7 separate regions of the Mus musculus genome follow, and regions 1, 2, 4, 5, 6 and 7 are each linked to region 3. The links are chromatin contacts, called in public HiChIP or PLAC-seq, Micro-C and promoter capture Hi-C maps. All regions are on one chromosome and are shown on one strand. The core of a region is the stretch at or near the end of the contact, and the rest is flanking DNA. Distances in the headings are between cores, read along the strand shown. Region 1 holds the start of Hypk (huntingtin interacting protein K). Region 2 holds the start of Bloc1s6os (biogenesis of lysosomal organelles complex-1, subunit 6, pallidin, opposite strand). Region 3 holds the start of Spg11 (SPG11, spatacsin vesicle trafficking associated). Region 4 holds the start of Sqor (sulfide quinone oxidoreductase). Region 5 holds the start of Slc30a4 (solute carrier family 30 (zinc transporter), member 4). Region 6 has its middle 29 kb from the start of 4930417H01Rik. Region 7 holds the start of Spata5l1 (spermatogenesis associated 5-like 1).

Evidence for each region. Promoter capture Hi-C pulls out the DNA fragments that hold promoters and counts their contacts. Hi-C and Micro-C count contacts between places; a contact is called where the count stands out from the background. HiChIP or PLAC-seq counts read pairs in DNA pulled down with a chosen protein or histone mark. Capture Hi-C pulls out chosen DNA fragments and counts their contacts.
Region 1: a contact with region 3 is called in a promoter capture Hi-C map of pancreatic islet. The contact joins the promoter of Hypk here to the promoter of Spg11 in region 3. A contact is called at or near these places in 1 of 39 promoter capture datasets (erythroid cells), 2 of 115 datasets of contacts at active chromatin or transcription factors (bone marrow-derived macrophages and pancreatic cancer cells) and 3 of 9 other capture datasets (adipose tissue, liver and pancreatic islet).
Region 2: a contact with region 3 is called in an H3K4me3 HiChIP or PLAC-seq map of embryonic forebrain, with 7 times the contacts expected there. The contact joins the promoter of Bloc1s6os here to the promoter of Spg11 in region 3. A contact is called at or near these places in 5 of 39 promoter capture datasets (3T3-L1-derived adipocytes, the HPC-7 cell line, embryonic stem cells and 2 more), 2 of 484 Hi-C or Micro-C datasets (CD4 T cells and olfactory sensory neurons), 5 of 115 datasets of contacts at active chromatin or transcription factors (the NIH/3T3 cell line, double positive thymocytes, embryonic forebrain and 2 more) and 3 of 9 other capture datasets (adipose tissue, liver and pancreatic islet).
Region 4: a promoter capture Hi-C map of hematopoietic stem and progenitor cells shows a contact between it and region 3, with 2.4 times the contacts expected there. The contact joins the promoter of Sqor here to the promoter of Spg11 in region 3. A contact is called at or near these places in 3 of 39 promoter capture datasets (hematopoietic stem and progenitor cells and liver), 5 of 115 datasets of contacts at active chromatin or transcription factors (astrocytes, bone marrow-derived dendritic cells, embryonic stem cells and 2 more) and 1 of 9 other capture datasets (adipose tissue).
Region 5: a contact with region 3 is called in an H3K4me3 HiChIP or PLAC-seq map of pro-B cells, with 4 times the contacts expected there. The contact joins the promoter of Slc30a4 here to the promoter of Spg11 in region 3. A contact is called at or near these places in 1 of 484 Hi-C or Micro-C datasets (uterus) and 4 of 115 datasets of contacts at active chromatin or transcription factors (bone marrow-derived macrophages, forebrain, pancreatic cancer cells and 1 more).
Region 6: an H3K4me3 HiChIP or PLAC-seq map of pro-B cells shows a contact between it and region 3, with 4 times the contacts expected there. The contact joins the enhancer-like site here to the promoter of Spg11 in region 3. A contact is called at or near these places in 1 of 39 promoter capture datasets (pre-B cells) and 7 of 115 datasets of contacts at active chromatin or transcription factors (double positive thymocytes, embryonic forebrain, embryonic stem cells and 3 more).
Region 7: a Micro-C map of embryonic stem cells shows a contact between it and region 3, with 5 times the contacts expected there. The contact joins the promoter of Spata5l1 here to the promoter of Spg11 in region 3. A contact is called at or near these places in 7 of 39 promoter capture datasets (cranial neural crest, frontonasal cranial neural crest, liver and 3 more), 6 of 484 Hi-C or Micro-C datasets (cerebellum, cerebral cortex, cortical neurons and 3 more) and 14 of 115 datasets of contacts at active chromatin or transcription factors (SST interneurons, astrocytes, cardiomyocytes and 8 more).

The regions. Positions count from the first base shown.
Region 1 is chr2:121,455,507-121,458,342 of GRCm38.p6, reverse strand. It overlaps Hypk (huntingtin interacting protein K), which reads right to left and starts at 1,255. Exons shown (of 4, transcript NM_026318.3): 1 at 1,052-1,255; 2 at 642-697; 3 at 300-351; 4 at 1-194. The coding sequence starts at 1,237. The coding sequence ends at 99. It overlaps Serinc4 (serine incorporator 4), which reads left to right and starts at 1,579. Exons shown (of 12, transcript NM_001025371.2): 1 at 1,579-1,888; 2 at 2,188-2,352; 3 at 2,502-2,680. The coding sequence starts at 1,790.
Region 2 is chr2:122,736,678-122,739,663 of GRCm38.p6, reverse strand. It overlaps Bloc1s6os (biogenesis of lysosomal organelles complex-1, subunit 6, pallidin, opposite strand), which reads left to right and starts at 1,302. Exons shown (of 2, transcript NR_156706.1): 1 at 1,302-1,582. Bloc1s6 (biogenesis of lysosomal organelles complex-1, subunit 6, pallidin) reads right to left here and starts at 1,159. Exons shown (of 5, transcript NM_019788.3): 1 at 960-1,159. The coding sequence starts at 1,041.
Region 3 is chr2:122,116,560-122,119,691 of GRCm38.p6, reverse strand. It overlaps Spg11 (SPG11, spatacsin vesicle trafficking associated), which reads left to right and starts at 1,306. Exons shown (of 40, transcript NM_145531.2): 1 at 1,306-1,571. The coding sequence starts at 1,324.
Region 4 is chr2:122,763,947-122,766,943 of GRCm38.p6, reverse strand. It overlaps Sqor (sulfide quinone oxidoreductase), which reads right to left and starts at 1,585. Exons shown (of 10, transcript NM_001162503.1): 1 at 1,505-1,585.
Region 5 is chr2:122,701,262-122,703,961 of GRCm38.p6, reverse strand. Slc30a4 (solute carrier family 30 (zinc transporter), member 4) reads left to right here and starts at 1,299. Exons shown (of 7, transcript NM_011774.3): 1 at 1,299-1,932. The coding sequence starts at 1,542. 4930417H01Rik (a long non-coding RNA gene) reads right to left here and starts at 1,323. Exons shown (of 5, transcript XR_866691.3): 1 at 978-1,323.
Region 6 is chr2:122,671,669-122,674,629 of GRCm38.p6, reverse strand. No RefSeq gene overlaps it. Among named protein-coding and RNA genes, the nearest start is that of 4930417H01Rik, 29 kb to the left of the region's middle. Within about 2 kb of position 1,594, at least 49 of the 459 cell types and tissues checked have an H3K27ac peak or open chromatin away from gene starts, as enhancers often do. A contact at or near this core is called in pro-B cells, where this site is marked.
Region 7 is chr2:122,629,254-122,632,116 of GRCm38.p6, reverse strand. Spata5l1 (spermatogenesis associated 5-like 1) reads right to left here and starts at 1,492. Exons shown (of 3, transcript NM_001033256.4): 1 at 358-1,492. The coding sequence starts at 1,431.

The DNA.
Region 1 (2,836 bases), core at 6-2,505, 660 kb after region 3:
TTGATCTGAGATGAAACTGAAGAAAAAAAAAAAACAGCAAAACAGAACACTTTATTTCAGTCAGTCAGTCAGTCCAGAATGTCTAAAAAAGCACATTATCAGTTGGTTAGGGCAATAAGAGCCTCCACCACATTGCCCATGTGTTCCCTCAAGCTCCTTTCTGCTGCTGCTCGAGAGATCTCCATTTCCGTCATCTGCAAAAGGGAAAATCACGTCACCAAAGCCTCTTCTCCACTTGTTTCAGGAGCCCAAATTAGGTAGCACTTCTCTTGTGAATCCATTAAAAAATTAATACTCACTATCAACTCCAGATCTTCCTTCTTGATAGTGACCTTCGCCAGTTCCTTCTCCCTGTAAATATTTATACATTTCTTTTCATTCTCTGCCTCTGCTATAAACTCCCAGAAGGAACACTCCCAGCTACTCACTGAAAATGGGTGGAACAAGGTTTACTGAAAATAGCAAATAAACGCGCCAACTCTTTCCCCTGGAGGTTTTACAGTAAGGTATCCTGGAATCTTTCCTTCCACTAACAAAGTTGTAATCCCTAGATCTGTAGAAATTGGTTAAAGACGTAAACTTTTTTTTCCCCTGGAGAACGAGGACCTACCGGTAGTGCTGGTGGTGTGCTTTAAACTTACCGCTCTTGTTTGGCCTTTTGTTCCCTGGACCGTCTGTCTCCAATGACGGACATAGCCTGTAGAAAACACGAGTCAAGTTATCTACCACCGTGCCACGCAAATTTTCTGATCTAAAACGCAATACCAAAAATAAAAACCACGTGGTTTTCAGGTATTCACAACTACGAGTGTTCTCAGGACCAAAGGACTACGCCTAATTTCGTGCACATGAGATCTATTTAGGCCCAATCTCTATCGAATTCTTAAGCAAACAGCAGACTGGGTGGGTGCTGTCGCTTAGCCCCACCCTACTGCCAAATCCCACCATTGCTATCAGCCTTCCCGGAGCCCCAGTGAGCAGCAAACCGGTCAGTCTCACCTCTCTCCCGCCCCTCTCTCAACCCCTCATACAAGCTCCCAGCCAACTTCACCGTTTCAAGATTCGAACTCTGGATCTCCTTCTCCTCCGCATAGTCAGTAACCCGCTCTAGGTCAGCAGCACCACTGTCATGTTTCCTTGGCTTCTCGGGAGGCCGCTCCGGGCCGCTGGTCTCGGTCTCTAACTCCAACTCCACGTCTCCCTCGGTCGCCATTTCGATCTCACCGCGCCGCCGCATAGGCTGCCGCTTCACAACTTCCGGCAACCCTCACAGCTTCCGCCCAGATAAGGGGCGGGGTAGGCGTGGACCACACCTTTGTGCCTGTCTTGAGAAGCTTCAGCTAGCAAAGAGGTTCGCTTTTGACTTCCTCTCCAGCTTGTTTTCTGCAGTCTCCTTCGACTATCTGTTCACTACCCACACCACCAAGGCACATTGTTCCTAAGAGCAATCCTTTCACACATAGAGACACACACATGGAATTCTGTCCAATCAAGGTGGCTAATCCTAAACCAATTAAAAAACCTAATCCCTAGACCTGATAGGCCAACTGCTCCTAATCTCAGAATAACAGTCCGAATGATCCCGAATAGGAAGCCCGGCGAAGGCATCTTCACAAGACTATTTGCATCTATCTACCACTTCCTGGTAACCTGTATTCATTTTATGACATGTCTATGCTGCCTTAAGACGAATGATTAGGCCAGCAAAGCGACTGTCCAATGGGCGAAAATCCCGAGAAGCTGCTGTTTCTCGTCAGTTTTTCCAATACTGGATCTACATCTAACAAAAATGATGGGTGCAAAAGTTGTCACCGGCCGGAGCACCACCCAGGGTCTTGCACAGCAGCACGGTGGAGTCAGTAATGTAGTGGAAACCCCCTTCAATCAGGTGAGACATTTGGGAAGAGATAGCTAAAAAGCTAGGAGTTGGGATGAGAAACCTGGTTCTTTGCCTGGGTAATAGGTAAACATCTCATTCCACATTCCCAGCCATAGATCATTAGGAAAAAGTTAAGTGGTTCAAGAATACACCAAAGTTTAAAGTTCTTGCAATGAAAACCTTACTAGTGCTTTGTGGAAGGTAATCCTAAGAGGCTCATAACCAGACAGAAGGATGGAGGGTTTGGGAATTTGACCATTGGTTAACCCCACACCCTTTGAAAAACTCTGCATTGCTTCTATCCCCAGGCATCCTGCTGTGGACCTGTTTCTTGGACCAGTGGCTGCCACTCTCTGACAGAGTCTAGGTGTAGCCGCCTGCTCTACATCCTCCTCCACGTGGGAGCCTCAGCAATCTGCTGCCTCCTGCTTTCGAAGACAGTGGTAGAAAGGGTCTGGGGCAAAGCACATGGGGTAAGTCGGCAAGGGTTGCAATGTGAGGGAAAAAAAAAAACCTTTAAGATTTGGGACAGGGAGCAAAGGAGTCAACCTACCAGTAAAAAGTTGAGACTGTCCATAGATTGTGGCTGGCCCTGACTTTTCTCACAACCAACTCCCTGCAGATCCAGATGCCCTCAGTGCTATGTGCCCACCTGTTTGGCAGCTCGGACTGCCCAGTTCTCAGTGGCTCTGGCGCTGTGTATCGAGTGTGTGCAGGAACTGCCACCTTCCACCTGCTGCAGGCTGTGCTGCTAGTTCGCCTCCACTCCCCCACCAACCCTCGGGCACAGCTGCATAACAGGTTTGTGTTTAATTTTTTGGATGGGGATGGGATAGAGGGAAGTAGACACAAGCTGGCTAAAAGAAACTCCAGGATGAAGAAAGAACACTGTAATAAAGAAAGTATGTTTATAAACTCCTGGGCTCTAAATTTTAAGTAATAGTTATATGCAAACCT
Region 2 (2,986 bases), core at 53-2,552, 620 kb before region 3:
GGGGAGATAGATGCTAATGCCCTGCGGAATCCTCTACATGAAACAGAGGGAACTGAATCCAAGAGTGCAAATTCAGTTTCATGGGAGAGTAAGCTCACACCATTATCAAGAAGATCAGACAGCTGAGGCTAGGGATCTAGCTCTGTAGTAGAGCACTTGTTTAACATGAAATAAGTCCTGAGTTGAACCTGCAGCTAGCACCTATCCCTATCTCTGCCCTACTCTCTGACATCTGCTTTTATTTATATGCATACCACCCATTCGTTATGTGCAGAAAGAGAGAAAGAGGGGGAGAAGGGAGGGGAAGGGAGAAAGAGAGAGGCCCAGGTTCCAAGTAGGTACTACAGAGTATTACTAATGTGACTGAACAAGTCATGAAAGGGATATGTCATTAAAGAAAAGCACTGCCAGGAAATGCTGGGTTATTTGTAGCTTCCTATTTCTGAAACGCAGAGATTATTTTTAGAAGCTCCATCTAGCTTCTCTCATATGAACCAATGCTCACAGAAAATGATTTGAGTGGTGTTTTCAATCTCACAAAAACGATGGTATAAACAGTGCCCATCTGCCTATATAGCAAATTAACTGCTTCGTCCAACGGACGCCTTCGGGCATCAATGCTTAAATTTCTTCTGGAAATGTGCGGACGGCTGCTGGAGTCTCGGATGAAGTAATGTCACCTAGGAGGTCAGAGTATTTCATGAGTAGACACTATTGTACAGTTTCCTAAAAATCTACCTTCTCTCTGGCAGACTGATCGCCAACCACTAACCCTGTGACAAACAGTTGAAAAGCAACACAAACGCAAACCTTTAACACAAACCGCACCCAACAGTGCGTTTCCTCGCGGGACCAGGGTTGCCTGGCCAGGATGCTCTAGGCAGGAGGGTCGCCTGCGCTGGAGTCCCACCCACTCGAACCCGGCCCCTGTGGGCAGTCGCCCCGCAAAACAGCCGTACCCGGCGTGGGCTCGCCGGCCTCCAGGCTGTCGGAAGGCCCCGTAAGGACCCCGTCTGGAGGCGGTGGCTCAGGAACACTCATATCCCCGCACTGGGCGCTGCGTGAGGCGAGTGCTGTGGAGAAGTCACAGGCAAAGAAACCTAACGCGTTCCAGAGTCCATCCGGACGAAAGCCGCCGAGGCACACGGAAGTGACGAAAGCGGAAAACCTCGCTTTCCGACGCAGAACGTTACTGCAAGTCCGGAACGCCCGCCCCCCCCCGCCCCCCCCGTGTCAGCGCCCTAGGCGCAGCCGTGCGCGTGCGGGTTCGGTTTCACAGAGGGTGGCCGGCGGAACCCGGAAGAGAGGTTAGAGGACCGGATGTCGCCATAACCGTGTGAATGTCCCCAGTGTTGTGTCCAGTTTATAACTCGGGCCGCTAAGTGAGTCAATACGAACTCTGAGCTTGAGCGTTGCTGAGGATCTCTTCCAGTGCTTGGAAATGACGTAAAGGCTTTCTTGGAGCATCATTTGGACAAATTAAGTCAAATTACCAAAAGCACATGCTGGGCTCCTGTAAGATGATATCATGAGTTCTAAAGGAAAGTATGTAGACTTGGACAGACTCAGCTCCACAGCAAATGTAAGGATTCTCGACCCTTTTGTAAACTCTGACCTCTAGTAGCATCTCTAGTTGCTCCTCAGGTTACCTGTTCAGTTTTCCATATTGTAGCCAAAGCTATCTCAAAAAAAAAAAAAAAAACTAATATAAATAAACAAATAATGCCATGCCCCTGGAATGCACTGGCTCCCTATTGTCACCATCTTATGTTCAGTTTCACTTTAGCCACTTTTCAAGGGTAACTTCTCAACTCTCCACGGTAGAATGTCCACAGACTAATCCTTGAGACTTCTAAATATATTAGAGGGCATGGCAACGAATAAAAGCTACTAGTTAACATAACCTTAAAATAGGAAGGGTACTCCAAGGACCCAAGGTAACAGTCTGTAAAACTGATGGGGTGGGGCTGTCTGAAAAAAGATTTGATTACAAAGGATGATTAAACAAACACTGATGGGTTTGAAGACAGAGGAAGGGAGTCATTATTCTGGATGGTGGGTGACCTCCAGAAAAATTGGTAACCAATTCCTCCCCTAAAGCTTTTGTAATGGAACTCAACCCTGTGAGGTTGCTGAACTATAGAATGTGTAATAATTAGTGTTGTCATACAAATAGGAAAACAATTTATTACTCTTCAAACATCTTGTGCAATCTGGGCATTGTACGCTGTCCATTGTGCTTGTTCCTGTTTCAAACTAGAGTATCTTTTTCAAAGGCCTATTCATCTTTTAAGTGCTCTAGGATAATATCTTTTTTATTGTTTTGTTTCACAAGGTGAGGTGTCCTGTAGCCTAATCTGGCCTTAGACTCAATATGTAATTAGGGATGGCCTTGAATTCTTGGTCCTCCAGCAGACACGAGCCAGCACACTCAAACACACCTTTACTGTGGACACCATTCATTATCTCATTATTTCCTCCCTTTCATTCAGCAGTCACAGTGAAGACATTTCACAACAACAAACATCCTCCTGCCATTTAGCACTGAGCTCCTCCTTGCATTCATTATTTTATGTTTTCTTCTTTTGAATTAAAAATGACAAATAGAAACTCTTATGCATAGAGTACCAAAATAATTCTCGATAAATTTGCTAATTGGTGAACTATTGATGCCCTAGCCCTAATTCCAAACTGTATATTCCAAAGTCTGAGTTATACAACATGGTAAACATGATGAAACACCTGGCACCCTTGCTTGGTTATAAGTTTCATGTACTAATGGTGTTGTGGTGCCCTTTGGAATAGAGCCATATCCTATGAGTTTTCATTGGCTCCTTCTATCTCTTGGCCAGTACTAAGTACATTTCATTAAATTTTAAATACTGGTTATTTAAATTTAATGGATGAAATAAACTGTTATGTCCTACCTTGTCTTTATGATTTGTTTTGCTATAAGGAGAATTCTTGTTAGGAATTTTATTATTTT
Region 3 (3,132 bases), core at 57-2,556:
AGCCAGGCTGGGATTCAGGCAGGAAGATAACAGTGGTGCACAGGTCTCTGCTATTTCCAGGCTTACATAGAGTTTGGTCAGGAATTGACATAAAATGTTAATTAGTCATAAATACTATGATTTGAGAGTGACTGGAATAGAGAGGGGCTTTAGACTTTAGACTGAGCCAGGAAGGCATGTTAGCAGGTTGCCATTAAGTCAAAATGTTCAGTTTGTAGAAGTGGCTGTGTTAGAAAGACACTGTTAAGTAGGCATGGAGGCATAATCCTGTATTCCTAGAACCTGAAAAGCTGGTGAAGGAGGATCAGGTGTCTAAGGCCACTAGAGAACCTTTATCAAATAAATAGCTTGACCAAATGCCTTTTCAATAGCTCTCTACCTCTTCTCTTCTGTATCAGATTGTACTTTCCTGAGAAAAACAGAAGAAATTGAAAGGTGAACTATTTCACCATCTCTACTCTGTATGCATCCATCTGTTACAAAGGATATCGTTTGACTTCAATCTCCATGTTAACCTTCATGTTTGTAACAGAGTCCTTGGTGGAGGACCACAAAGAATAGATTGTTTGACCTCAAAAGGAGATCTATTGGTCTGAGAAGTTTACACTCCCAAATCCTGAGACTGGGTACCCACGGGTACAAGAAAATTCATCTCGAAGGGTCTGAAAATTAGTTTTTGCAGTCAGGAGGAGGAAGGGCTTGTAGAATTTATTTTATTTTATTTTATTTTATTTTTGGTAAACTGCTCTTCAAAACTTCCTGATGGGGGAAATGAGTCAGATTGATTTTTCAAACTCTGGGATCCCAGGCATCTGATGGAGATAGTTGCTTTCCAAAACTCCATACCACTCCGTAGAGGGGCCGATTTCTCGAAGCCGGGGATGGGGGGAGGGGGTCTGTTGTGAAGCCCTGCTTTTTTTTTTTTTTTTTAAAATGGTAGAGGGTTCTTTATTAGTTCTAGACTTTAAAAGAGTACTTGCTACCAAGAAAAGCGCACTACCAGATGCCTGTTAACCGAGCAGCACAAAAAGTGAAGAGGAGCCAGCAACAGGGTTTCAATGGAGTAAGAAGCACCTGCCTTAGAAATCTTTGGTAGCAAGGACAGCACAAGCAGCTGAAAGGCCCTGGCGTATTATTGAATTGAGCTGAGCAGGGAGGGGCAGGCGTGGTTTTTGCAGGATTCCGTTTAGAGCCGCCTCCACCCCAAGCTGAGCAAATGCCGGGCGCAGGACCGCCTCTCTCGTGAGAGTCACAAGGTCCGAATCACTGCGCAGGTCCGTGACGCATTCGGGCGCCTCTACCGGAAGGACCGCCCAGGCCAAGATGGCTGCCCAGCCAGGGCCCGGAAGTGCTGCCTCCCCCGGCTGTGCCGGGGCCATGGAGCGGGTCCTGCCCATGCTGCTGGTGCGGATCCCAGCTGAGGAGACGGCGCAGCTGGGACCGCGGGCGCAGCTGCACCGAGAGCTGGAGGCCCTGGGGAGCCTGACGGCTGCGGGCAGTCTCCAAGTGCTTTCCTTGGCGCCGGGCAGCAGGGGTGGGAGCAGCTGCTGCCTCCCAGGACCCTTTAGGCAGTAAGTGCTGCGGGACGGCTGCAGGCTGTGGGAGGAGGCTGAAATCTGAGCCGCTCCGGAGGGGAGTCCTGGGCTCGCCTCTCGCCGGCCCCTGGGTTGGTGGGAGAGGATGAACCACTGGGGAGCCTCCTCAGGATCGAGCCCCGTGCCTCTCGGAACCTTTCCCATCCCGAAGTGAAATCCTCACCTTGTTGCAACTCACGGCTCACTTCCTGGGTGGACAGAGAAGATGTCTCACTCCTTGATAGCCCCTGCAAACCCTGGATGGGTCTCAGCACAGGTCCTGTTTCTTTAATTCAATACAGATTGTCACTGAAAGGAGTTCTAAGCCTATCTTTCTCTACCTCCTCCTCCCCCTCTTCACTATGTATCCCTAGGTATTCTAGAACTCGAAATATAGCCTGGAGCCTACAGAGATCGGCCTGTCTCTGCCTGCACTACCAGACAGTCTACTTTGTTTTAAAATGCCAGATAAGGCTTATTTCTAAAGCATTTTTTTTTGTCTCTAAAATAATGTTTTCTTGCAAACACAGCCACCACCACGCCCACTCCAGCCCCTGCTCCTCTTTAAACTTGTCCATTCATTTACACAAGTGCTCTGAGGTCACTGAACGGTATTCCAGCCCTACGTTTTCCATGTTTAAATCACAGTCTCAAGATATAGCCAGATTGGCTTGCAATTCACAATCCTCCTGTTTTACCCCTTCTAATGCTGAGATTACAGGCTTGTATACTCCATACCTGGCATGTCCGCTGTTTCTTAGACATGAGGCTCCCATGGATTGAGAAGGTAGAGAATTACAATATTATATTGCTTTCCACTTTTCATAAAACAGTTTACATCATAAAGTTTAGAAGTCCCCTGAGTATATGCTGACCTTTTTAATAAAGGGAAGTAAGTATTTTAGGATCAATCTATATGAGACTGTATAGCCAACAGGTATCTCACTTTGAGTCTCCAGGCTCTTCAACAGCTCTATAGACACAAGATGAGTTTGCTGAGTCAGCAAGTATTTTAACCCATCTTTTTACCCCCTTGTGATACGGTCTCATGGAGCTCAGGCTGGCCTGGACCCAAGGATGCCTGTGAGTTCCCAACCCTCTTACCTCCTCCTCTCCAATGCTGGAATTATAAGCACGTACTTCCATCCCAGCTTTCTACTGTTCTCATGTCTGGTGTGTGTTGGAGTGCCTGTGTGTTCTTGGTATATAAAGGCAGAAATGGGAACTGTCAGTGTTTCTAATAAGAACCTCATAGCCACCCCATTTAATATAAACTTATTATTGTAGAAAAGCAAAGTTTTTAAAAGAAGTTGAAACTATCAGAGTGGTAGCCTCATCTCTTTTAGTGTTTTCAGAGTTGGGCCATATTGACTGATCTTAAGATAGGTCTTTCTCTGTAGCCCAGACTGGCCCCAAACTCAGTCTTCTTGTCTCAGCCACTAAAGAAAGTGATTGCTATCGAGTCACCAGATCTGGCTCATACATATTAGTGATAGTCTTTTCTTTTTTTAAGATTTATTTATTTTATTACTATGAATACACTGTAGCTGTCTTCAGA
Region 4 (2,997 bases), core at 336-2,835, 650 kb before region 3:
TTTTAAACAGCCATTTCCCAAGCTTCCAGCTGTCTCCTAGATGCCTTCACAAGCAACCACCTCCATGTCATCCAGCAGACCTTTTATGTACCAGATTTAGGGATGTAAAGGCCAGTATCAGACAAGGTTGGGGGGGGGGGGCGTTTTACCTACCGCATCCCTCTGCATCAAGTTCAGTAGGGATGCTTTTCACCTGTGAGAAGGCATTAGGCTTGGGGGAGGAGTGCCGGGCTTTTCTCATTCTCTTCCTTAGGAAAAGCAGATGCCCAAAGAAGCTGGGGATAGAGGACATAGTGGTAGTTCAAGAAAGTGTTAAACCCAAGAAGCTAAGTTGCCTAACAAGTAATCAACACCCTTTCTGCTAACAGGGTATCTATCTAAATTGAGGTCCATTCATCTGAATGAAAGAAAAAAAAAATCTTCACCTTCCACTGATGTCTACTTGAAATTTAACATTCTCTTCAAGGACTGTGTAGGCAGCTGGCCACAGCAATATTAGCAGTATTTATGATGTTTTAGAAATGTGTTTACAGGTAGTGCCTATATCTTGAATTCTATATTCTGAGCTATTCAAAATTATAATAGTTATTTGCTTTTTAAATTTATATGGCATTCTTTTAAATACTTTAGTGGCTGTTTTCTTTCATCATAGCCTGCCTTAAATTTTATGTTTTTAAAAGTCTCTTGAGAGATAGATGGCTCAGTGGTTAAGAGCTCTTACGGAGGGCTTACTTCCAGAGGAATTGAGTTCAGTTCCCAGCACCCAGATGAAAGCTTATAACCCCAGTTCCAGGGCATTAGGCATACATGCAAACGAACTAACTATACACATGAAATAAAATAATAAAGTTTAAAGCAAAAAGGGAAATCTTCTAAGAAAGAGTCCTTAGTTTTCCCCCAAACTCAGAACTGTCAGAGGTAGCTGCAGGTTTTAAAAAAAAAAAAAAAGGATCAGAAAGCTGTGTTTACAGAGGAGAGGTTTACAGCCTGTGCAAACTCTCTGACTCAGCTTCAGTCTGTGAGCCCTAGAAGCTGGGGTGGCTCTCGGAGAAGTAAGTAAAAGTAAGGTGAAAAGTTTCACCAAAGAGCCTTTTCTCCCTTGTACTAATTGCCAATCAGCCTGGCCTGTGCTTCTCCGCTGACCACCTCCCACCCCCAGCGCCCTGGGTACCTCCCCAGATCAATGCCAGTCTCAACCCACCCGGCAGGCAGGGCAAGGTGCTGAGTGACAGACAACAAGTGGAACTAACGTTTCTGAAATTCCCACGCACCGAGACCACACGTCCAAGCTGTGTGGGTGGAGAGGGTGCCAGGGCCATCCTCTCTGCATCGCTGAGGCTGGGCCACTAAGGAGAAAGCATTGAAGTCCACCGAGTCCCAGACCAAAGGGGAGTCTGTCAGGGGTTGGAAAAGAAGAAGGGCGGCCGGGAGCGCGGAGACAGAACCGAGGTGGGCGACAGCGAGCGGCTATAGGAGGGTAACAGCGTCGTGGGGTGCGTCTTACCGGGCTGAGCGACACCGTGGGCCCCAGCGCTGGCGCAGCAGAAACTACTGTGGCGCTGGAGCGCTGGCCTCGCATAGCCCCGCCTGGCCGCCGGGGCGGGGAGGCAAAGGCCAGGGGCGGGGACAGCCACCACCCCCACACCCCCAACCTCCGGAGGAGGAAAGGCCGCCAGGGCGCTACCCAACAACAAACCCGGAGGGGAATGCGCACCTTGGAGCAGGCACGGACACCGGAGGCATGGGTGGTATGGGTGATCCTTGCTCCCCATGTCCTGCGACTGTCCCCACGCAGCCTAGACGCTTTTCTTACGCCTGGGGTGCAGACAAGGCCACCTCTACTCAGAACCGCGCGGCACCTTCCCCTGGAACCTGCTGGCTCCTAGGAGTTGTTCTTTTGGTGCCTGACAAGTCACTGTTCTGCCCCTTCTAAGGACTGACTGTTTGAAGGCACAAGCCAGAGACCGCGGCTTCATGTGTTAAAACAAATACAGTTCCTAAAAGTTGCTAAGGCCTCAACTTAAAAAAAAAAAAAAAAAAAAAAAACCTCAAAGAACACGCAAATGCCACCAACTTTTTTTTTAAGCATAACTAAGTTTCTTTCGCACTTGTTTGATTATATGCATTTTAATAGTTTTTGAGTCACTTCTTTCAAACTGTCTTCACTCTGAAGGATCTATAGAAAAATTGCTTGGTCGCAAACAGGGACTACGGGTTTGATGGTAAGCCTGGTGGCACTTGCTGGCACCTGCACCTGCAACACTGCCTCCCTAGTAATTTTCCGTGACTTTGTGCAGCAACAGGTAAGTCTGGTAAAGAACTTGGAAACAAAACCAAATGTGATCTGTATTTACTGATAAAGCTATTGCTGGAAACAGCGTATTAAGACTATGTAAAAATAATCCTTAATGTCTGCCATACTCTAAACTAAAACTGAATTTATTTTATCAATAAAATGTTTCACATACTTGAGAGTTGAGGCAAGGGGCGGGGCACCAGAAAAAAATGTTCAGGCCTCAGGACAGTTAATTGTTGTATAGTACTGAACATAACCCTGATTTCCACCCTCTAAGTGCCAACAATTGTAGCCCAAAGTTTTGACAAAAGCAAAACTCTACACACATATTTCCAAAGCAATTCGTACTATTCTTCATCTCTCCTTCCTCTCCATCCTCATTAAGAAGTCCTGGTTCCTGTGAATGAATCAAGGGCAGTCTGTTTGCAGGGTGTTTGGAGGTCTATGGCTGGAGAATCGAGTTGGAAGCCGTGTCCTGAATAGTTCCCACACGCTGGGGCATCTATGTATCGTTCTATTACCCCACTGAAGTCCCTTCTTTCCATCAGTGTCTTGCCCATCAGACATTAAGACTGAGAAGTTACTCCATTGGCATTCCCCTTTTTCTTTCTATAATATTTTATTTACTTATTTAGTGTGCATGTGTGCACGTGTACATGTGTGTCATGAGGCACAGGTGGAAGTTAGAGGTCAACTTCCCA
Region 5 (2,700 bases), core at 50-2,549, 580 kb before region 3:
CCTCAGCACAGCGCGCTGGAAATGTCCCCAAACAACCCATCCTTTTATTTCAACTATTCTTGAAACATTCACATCCCTCCTACCTTGAGGCTGCATTTAAGAGACTCCGATGACACTCCTGAAACATTGTAGGCAGTTAAATGGGACATTAAAAACAACAGAACAATCTACTCCTAAGATATTTGGAGCCGAGGAATGTAATGGCTCGTAAGCTGTCTCCCTTTGGCTATTACCATCGTGTCCTGATTGATGAAATTCTAGGCAATAGCCTTCCCTTCCTGATCTCGGGACCATGGAGGGTCTAATTTGCTTTCATGACTGCAGCTCTGGGGGAAAACTTAGGACTGAGGGATCACTCTGGAATACAGAAGTAGCCAGGGCTTTCTTTTCGCACCGGATTCTAAGGTGTCAACAGAATCGTTAAAATTGCCTCGTGTGATTTTTTTCATTGTATTTTTGTGACCTGAAATTTTGGTAAGATATAAAAACTTTTTAAAATATTGTCTTTGTAAACCCTGGGGAAGTAGGAGCTTGCAGGACACCACAGGCAAGATGCAGGTGTAGCCCCGTGTCTAACTTGCATGAGCCCCTGGATTAGATCCTAAGGATCTCAAAAGGAAAGAAAGGTGGAAGCCAAGGATTTACACTTTAAAATGAATTCTACCAACAGTGTTGCCTTTAATCTTGCTTCTTGAGGACATTTGAGAATGTGATGAAACATAGGGAAAGTAAGCTCACACAATTGTGCCCAAGGAGCGTAGCAGTGAACACAGAAGGAAGACACATATTTGCTGAGAAACAGGAAACTTTAAAGCAAGCCATAGAACTACTGACCATCCTAGTCTTGTCCTAGCCTTTTGACCAAGATAATCGGCAATTTTTTGCCGATTGGGTAGAAGAAAAGCTACCAGGATTCCCACTTGGTAAGAAAGCACTAAAGGACATTTTCCACGGACCATCCATAACCAAGATCGGACCTGAGATTCCCGAGACCCATCTCCAGTGGAGGGAATTCAGAGCAGTGACACCCAGCTCCGGGGGGACCTTCCCGCGGCACACCCGGGGGCTCAGAGCGCACAAGACCTCAGAGCCCGAGAGGCGGGGCCGGGAGGGCGGGGGCAGGGGGCGACGCGCGACCACGCCCCCTCGGCGCGCCCCCAAGCGGCGGCCTGCGTGCCCGCGCCGACCCCTCCCCTCGCGCCTCGCGGGCGCACGCGCCGCCTCGTTCAGGGGCCGGAGGAGGCCGGGCCTGTCAGACCCCGCGGCCGGCCTCCCAGCGGCACGGGGCGGGCGGGTGCAGTGGCTGGGGCTCGGCCTCGGTCCCTGGCCCGGGTCGCAGTAGCGCGAGCTCCGGGCGGGGATGCGCGGCGGCGTCGGCCCGCAGGTAGCCGAGCACCGCCGAGTCCGGAGCTGGCGCGCGGCCGGGGCGCGGCGACAGGAGCGGGGTCTCGTTCTCCTCACGATGGGCAGGGACGCGCCGCGCTGCCCTGAGGAGCCCGAGCGCCGGTGAAGGCGGAGTCGCCGGCCGCCCCTCCGCTGCCATGGCCGGCCCCGGCGCGTGGAAGCGCCTCAAATCCCTGCTGAGGAAAGACGACACGCCGCTGTTCTTAAATGACACCAGCGCCTTCGACTTCTCGGACGAGGTGAGCGACGAGGGGCTTTCGCGCTTTAATAAACTTCGAGTCGTGGTGGCCGACGATGACTCGGAAGCCCCGGAAAGGCCTGTGAACGGGGCGCACCCGGCCCTCCAGGCCGACGATGACTCCTTATTGGACCAGGACTTACCTTTAACCAACAGTCAGCTGAGTTTGAAAATGGACCCCTGTGACAACTGCAGCAAGCGACGCGAGTTGCTGAAGCAGAGGAAGGTGAAGACCAGGCTGACCATCGCTGCCGTCCTCTACTTGCTTTTCATGATCGGAGAGCTTGTAGGTGAGTTGTGTCGCCGACTCGCTTGCCTTTGACTTTGTCCAGCTGTTAGCTACGCCGGAGTTGAGGTGGAAACTTTGTTTTCAGGAAGTTTGCTGAGTATCTAGACTTTCGTGGGTCCATAGGAAAGGGACACGGGATTCCAAAGTGCGGTTCCCGTGAGCGCCCACTGAGAGCTTGCAGGTATATCTTGTAACTCCCATAAACAGTGCCTTTTACTGTAGGGTTTAGGGTGTTATCTTGACTGTATATCATGTAACTTCTCCTTTTACAGATTCTGATAAAATGCCAGGTTTATCTTTCAACGTCTAAAATAATTCTGACATGGATTAGAATCAGAATTTTATAGTACTAAGGGATGTTACTGAACACCATTCTGTTTTCTCACACAGAAGTTCTGAAGGGATTAGATTATGAGGAATCTTATTGGGAAAAGAGAGAGCCATCCACAGTACCAGACTTTCCTCTCTGTCTACATTTTGGTTATTTGATGCTTATTTATGCCGCTTCCTTTTGAGCTTATAGCCAAGGGCTTTACAAAACTCTATACAGCCAACTAATTAAAAGTTCATTATTAAAAGGAGTATCTACAGTTTGCTAGAGGTCTCCCCGGCAGCTGCAGAAGCTAGGGTTTTTTTTTTTCTCCTTTTTTAACTGATTTCAGATAATTTCTCACTCTAAGGTTCTTGCTTTAGACCTTATTTTTACTGTCGCATTAGTTTATAGTCGTCCTTTGATATCCAAGGTGGGTTGCTTCCAGGAGTCCTCTCT
Region 6 (2,961 bases), core at 345-2,844, 550 kb before region 3:
GCCCAGAACATTCCATCAGCTCGGAAATTATACCCTATAGCAGACCCCTTTCCCCGCTCCCCTTGTTCTCCCATCAAAAGCCTGTGATTAAGGAACATGTCCCGGGGCAAGATCTAATCAGTCATAGGTAGAAGGACCTAAAATTCTTAAGCAATCTCTCAGTTCAATACACCCACACCCAGAGTCATAGCCTGAAAATAGCTGTTCTCTGGGGTGAGCACTGACTAGAGATATCTCTGTCACATCACGTGTGACAGACAGAATGTGAGTTCTGGGAGCTCTGTTAGTCTAGTCTCCTGCACTGGGTGGTCGCCACGCCCCATCCAGTTGTCTCCTCTTTCTCCCCTCACCAACACCTGCACCCCATCCCCCCATCTATGCACCTCATGTTTGCTAGGTTACCTCAGACCTCCACCCATGCCCACTTATCTATTCACCTAAACTGCTCCACTTCTCAGTCACACTGGATCCTTCCTCCTATTTCTTGGCAGACTTCAACACCAAGCTTATCCATAGCCTATGCAGAGTCCATTTGGCTACAAGCACCTTAAGAACAAGATCAATATTTCAGCCCAGCGACTCCATCTTTGCTCAACGAGCGATAAGTCAATGAATCCAGATTGTAGACAAGCATGGGATTCTCTCCCTGACGCCAGCTCATGGGAGTAACCAGCATGCTCCAGGACTCTGTGGCCTGGTGTGATGGCTACTTCTGCTGTTAAACTAAACTTAATTAAAATTCAATATTACTATAGGATCTAGCCTCTTTTTTCTCCCATGTGTAAGCTCAAAGAACAAAGCAAGCCACGTGCCCTGAGTTCGTCTCTGGATTCCACCCTTCTTCCCCTGTAACCCCTTTTAATCCTAATTTATCTGCCTCGGTTTATTCAAAATATCCCCATGAGGTCTCCAATGCCCTTCCAACTGACAAAGCCCTTAGAGTTCTTTGAGTAGATTTTTGTTTTCTTTATTGAAGTCTCCTATGATTCAAACATCAAGACAATATAAAACAAACACACACACACACAGAGAAACAGACACACACAGAGAGAGAGAAAGGGAGAGAGAGAGGAAGAGAGAGAGAGCAATATCTCAAGTCAGCCCCCACTGTATACACTTGTGTTAGCTGCTTCTTAAGTCACTTCTCCCAAAGGGTAACTGCCCATTCTCTCCCTACCACACAGGACAGCACGCACAGACACACACCGCTGCTCAGCTGCTTTGCCGTCTGTGGCCTTCCATATCAGCACCTCCAGAGCCTTCTCAGGCTTGCTCCCCAAGTCCCAAAAGGATCGATCTGCCCACTCTGCCTCTGGGGACTTGGCTCCTGACACCACACTGGTTCTGCGCCTATACCCTTTCCTGCTTCTCCTCTCACCTCACTTCTCTGAGCTCTTATGGGGAGCCCTTGCCTCGCCTGGTTCCTGCAGTGCCCTCCAAAGCCCTGTGCTTCCCTCCAATGCTCAGCCTGTGAGGTGTTTGAATACTTGGTTCTCGGTGGGTTGTGCTGTTTGGGAAGATGTAGAGGGTGTGGCCTTTCTGGAAGAAGTACATCACTGGTGTTGGGCTTTGAGGTTTCAAAATTTGCTCCCTCTGTTTCCTGTTTGTGGTTCAAGATGTGGGCCCCCAGCTCTCAGCTTCCAGCTCCTGCTGCCTGCTGCCTTTACCCTGCCATCTTGAACTCTAAAATGCTAAGCCCAGGTAAGCCCGCCCGCCCTTCTTTCAGCAGCTGTGTTCCGCAGTAGGAAAGTAACTAGCACAGCTTGTAAAATTCAGCCCTTCCTGGGGAAATTTCCCAGGAAGCAGGAGCAGATGGCTGAGACTTTCCATTAGGCACAACTAGCTACGAGTTAGTGCACAACTAGCTACAAGTTAGTGCACAACTAGCTACGAGTTAGTGTGGAGCCTTCTGCATCCACGGCTGCCCTGCTCATTCTCACAGCCACCAAAAAACCAAAACAGACAAAAAACAACAAGGGGGACCTGCAGCTCCCAGATCACCTTCTGCTCTTTATGGGCATCCTCAGGCACTCAGACATCCCACCTTTGGAGAAAACAGTGCCCTTGCATTTCATCTAGCTTAAATTTTGAAAGCAATTAATAATAATGAGAAAGGCACAGCCAGAAAGAAAAGAGACACAGTGCATGAATATCAGAGGGAAGGAGCCTGGGGAGGTGGCTCCGCGGATAAAGGCATAAAGCAGATAAAGGCCACCAAACCTGAGCACCTCCATTCACTCCCAAAACCTACCTGGTGGAAGGAGACACAGACTCTTCTAAGATGTTCTCTGATACCCATCCACCCTCCACAAGTACACCGCAGCATGTGCATGGGTGCCCCGACCCAGAAATAAATACATAAATGTAAAAAAAAGAAAAAAGAAAGAAAGAAAGAGAGAGGGGGGGAGGGAGGGAGGAAGGGAGGGGGGAAGGAGGGAGGGAGGGAGAGAGACAGAGAGAAAGAGAGAGAGAGAGAGAGAGAGAGAGAGAGAGAGAGAGAGAGAGAGAGAGAGAGAGAGAGAGAGAGAAAGAAAAAAGGAAGGGTCGAGCAAGAGAGCAAGAGCAGCAGCTATGGCTGCCTAGACCTTGGATCAGGCTCTGTGGTAACTTGGGCTACCTCAGTTTCCAGCATTTGCACAGCAGCTGCTGAACACTACCCAAGGGAATATGTAGTGTGGCCGGCACCAACCACATGGTTAATAACCGCTAGTATCCATCCCTTCTATTACTCACACTCGCAGCCCACAGCTGCTCCATTAGCTGTGCAAAGACTGTGGATCTGTGGAGGTTCTGTGTTTCCCTGGCTAGGCACCATCTACTCTTGTAACTGTGCCCCGGGAAACAGGCCCCCTGGTACCAATCCATCTTGGCATCAATTAATGCTAGGGAAAGCAAGAGGATCTTAATGCTTTTAACAGAGCAAAGTAAAGTGACTTTCTGATAAAGACATAGTACAGGATA
Region 7 (2,863 bases), core at 243-2,742, 510 kb before region 3:
TTAATTACTAATAATTGCTTAGAAATTAAAAAAAAATCACTTGAGTACCAAAGACGCTAAAAAAGCCAGCCCTGACAACGTAGAACAGGAAGCTGGTATCCTGACATTTGAATACATTTAAGGGCTTATGCCTGTTTTTATTCACCTTCCCTGCCTTCTCTTACTGTGACTAAGTTCTCATTCCAAAGGCTATTTCAGTTTAATATGCATGCATCAGGATTAGTTACTTCAACAAAGCAAATGACCATCCTGCTTCCCAGAACGATTTGAACCCAGGTTCTAGCTTGCATGTGACAAGTGATCTACAACTCCTGCCTGACCCAACATTCCAAAAAGGCGAGCTTTCAGGAACTTTACCTCTCTGTCAAACCTGCCCGGCCTGCGAAGCGCTGGGTCTAACTCGTCTGGCCGGTTGGTGGCTCCCACAACCACAAACTCCCTGTCCCTGTGGATGCCGTCCAGCAGCGTCAACACCTGGGCCACCACTCGGCTCTCGGGAGCTCGGTGCGGGCCGCCTCTCCGGGGACACAGGGCATCCACTTCGTCCAGGAAGAGGAGGCTGGGTCCGCGGCTGGCCAGCTCCTGGGCTCGTTGGAAGATGCGCCGCACGTTCTCCTCGGTCTCCCCGGGCCGGGAGCCCTGCAACGCCGGGGCGCTCACCGCCAGCAGCTCGGCGCCAGTCTCGCGCGCCACGGCCCGCACTAACTGGGTCTTGCCCACTCCCGGGGGGCCCGCCAGGAGCACCCCGCGGGGCACAGCCAGCCCCAGCGCGGCTAGGGCGAGCGGGTAGCGCAGCGGCAGGCGGAGCAGCTCCCGTAGGGAGTCGGCGGTCTCCGACAGACCCCCAAGGGTCACCTCCCCGGGAGGCTCGACCTGTGGCGGAGGCTTGTCACTGAGCGTGATGCGGGTATGCGGTGTGACCCACCCGCCGGGCTCTGGGTCCGGTGTCCCGCCCATCACGTGCAGAGCTGCGACAGGGCCGGGGACACCCGGCGGGGTGGTCACCACGTGTCCCCGAGACACAGGCCGGTTGCGCAGCAGCTCGTGCACTACCTCCAGCACCGCGGCGGAACTCGGGGCTCCCGCCTGGGGCCGCAGCACCGGCCACACCTCTAGGCGCCGCAGGGGCGGACAGGGCACGGGTTGCAAGCAGTCCATACCTATCCTCCCCGTGGCCACCCGGGCCCCGGGGCTAGCGCACTGCGGGTCCAGCTGCACAAAGCCATCCACCCTGTCGCGCCGCGGCCAGGCCGTGCAGAGGCAGCAGCCGCCGGCGGGCAACGAGATCCTCAGCGGCGAGCCCAGGCGCGCACCCAAGCTGCGGAAGGCGGCCGGCCCCAGGCGGCAGCGCTGGGTGTCCCGGTCCCGGGGATCCACCGGCAGCAGCTTCAAAAGTTGTCCGTCGGGGAAGGGCCCCGAGTCCGGAGCCATGACTCGGGGAACCACGCCGGGGAAAGCCCGGCAGCAATCCACCCGGCTGCCGGATGCAGGCGGCGCGCATGCGCCAAGAAGGAACAAGCCTCTGATTGACGGTCGAAAGGACTTCTGGGAAAGTGAGAAAAGCCTGGCTCTCCATAAACATCAGACGCCCGGTAGTCGGTCCAAGAGCCTCAATGAAAAGGTCTCCGCTGGCATCTGACAGACATACGGCTGCTCCATTAGGCCATAAGAGTTTTCATTTTGTGAAGTAAAAAGATTTCTTAAGGAAAAAAAGAAAACCCAAACTGCTGACAAGGTGTAACGTGCTTACAGATATAAACAAGGTGTAAATAAAATACCCGCCAAATTAATCATGATACTCGCATCTTATGAAAGATCTTTTATCCTCGTTCCAAAGACTTGGAGCGTCTAGAAATGGGAAAGAAGACATTAATAATAAGACATAATAACCATCTTCAATATGTAAAGGGATGTGTGTGAAAGCTAGCGTGCGTGTGGATAGCTGTGGTAAAGAACTGACCAGGAAACGGAAGTTTAATAGGGTGATCTTAAGAGGTTTTTCTCTGCATATTTTGACCATGGTCGCATGAAAGGTACAGCTGAGAGTCATAACTGATGCCCACTGAGGCAATTAGAGTGAACTTAACCTTTCAGATTTCAGCACTGATTTAAAACAGGGGTAGAGGCTAAGTTAGTGGGGATATGGTGTGGAGGACAGTACATGTTTTTTCGTGTTGCATAAAGAGGCTGATCCCGTTCAGGGCCAAACTATAAAGTTCTCTGACCTTGGCCAAGAAATATACAGCATCCCCACTAAAACAGCCACTCCCCTCCTTGTGTCACAAATATCAGGAAGGGATTGTGTTTCTGGGCCCTCAACTCATTCACACATTCTCAGTAAAACTATAGATTATCTTTCCCAGGCAGCCTTAACCCATCCTGCTCCTCTGAGTCAGACCATTTTCATTGTATTGTTTCAGTCATCCATACATCTGAATTCATCATACTTACAATCTTGCAGGAAACCATTCTAAGCTTGCTGTGATGGTTCATACCTATATCACAACATTTGGGAGACTAAATAAGGATTAGAACAATTTATAGTTCTACCTGGGCTACTTAGTGAGGTCTAGGCAAGCCTAAACTACAGAATGGAGAAAGGTATCGAAAGAAAGAAAGAAAGAAAGAAAGAAAGAGAGAGAGAGAGAGAGAGAGAGAGAGAGAGAGAGAGAGAGAAAGAAAGAAAGAAAGAAAGAAAGAAAGAAAGAAAGAAAGAAAGAAAGAAAGAAAGAAAGAAAGAAAGAAAGAAAGAAAGAAAGAAAGAAAGAAAGAAAAAGAAAACCTTGAAAAGAAAAACATAATAACAGTTCTGTGGTCCTTTTGTTGGTTACAGGACTCCAAATTTGGCAATTTTATGAGCACT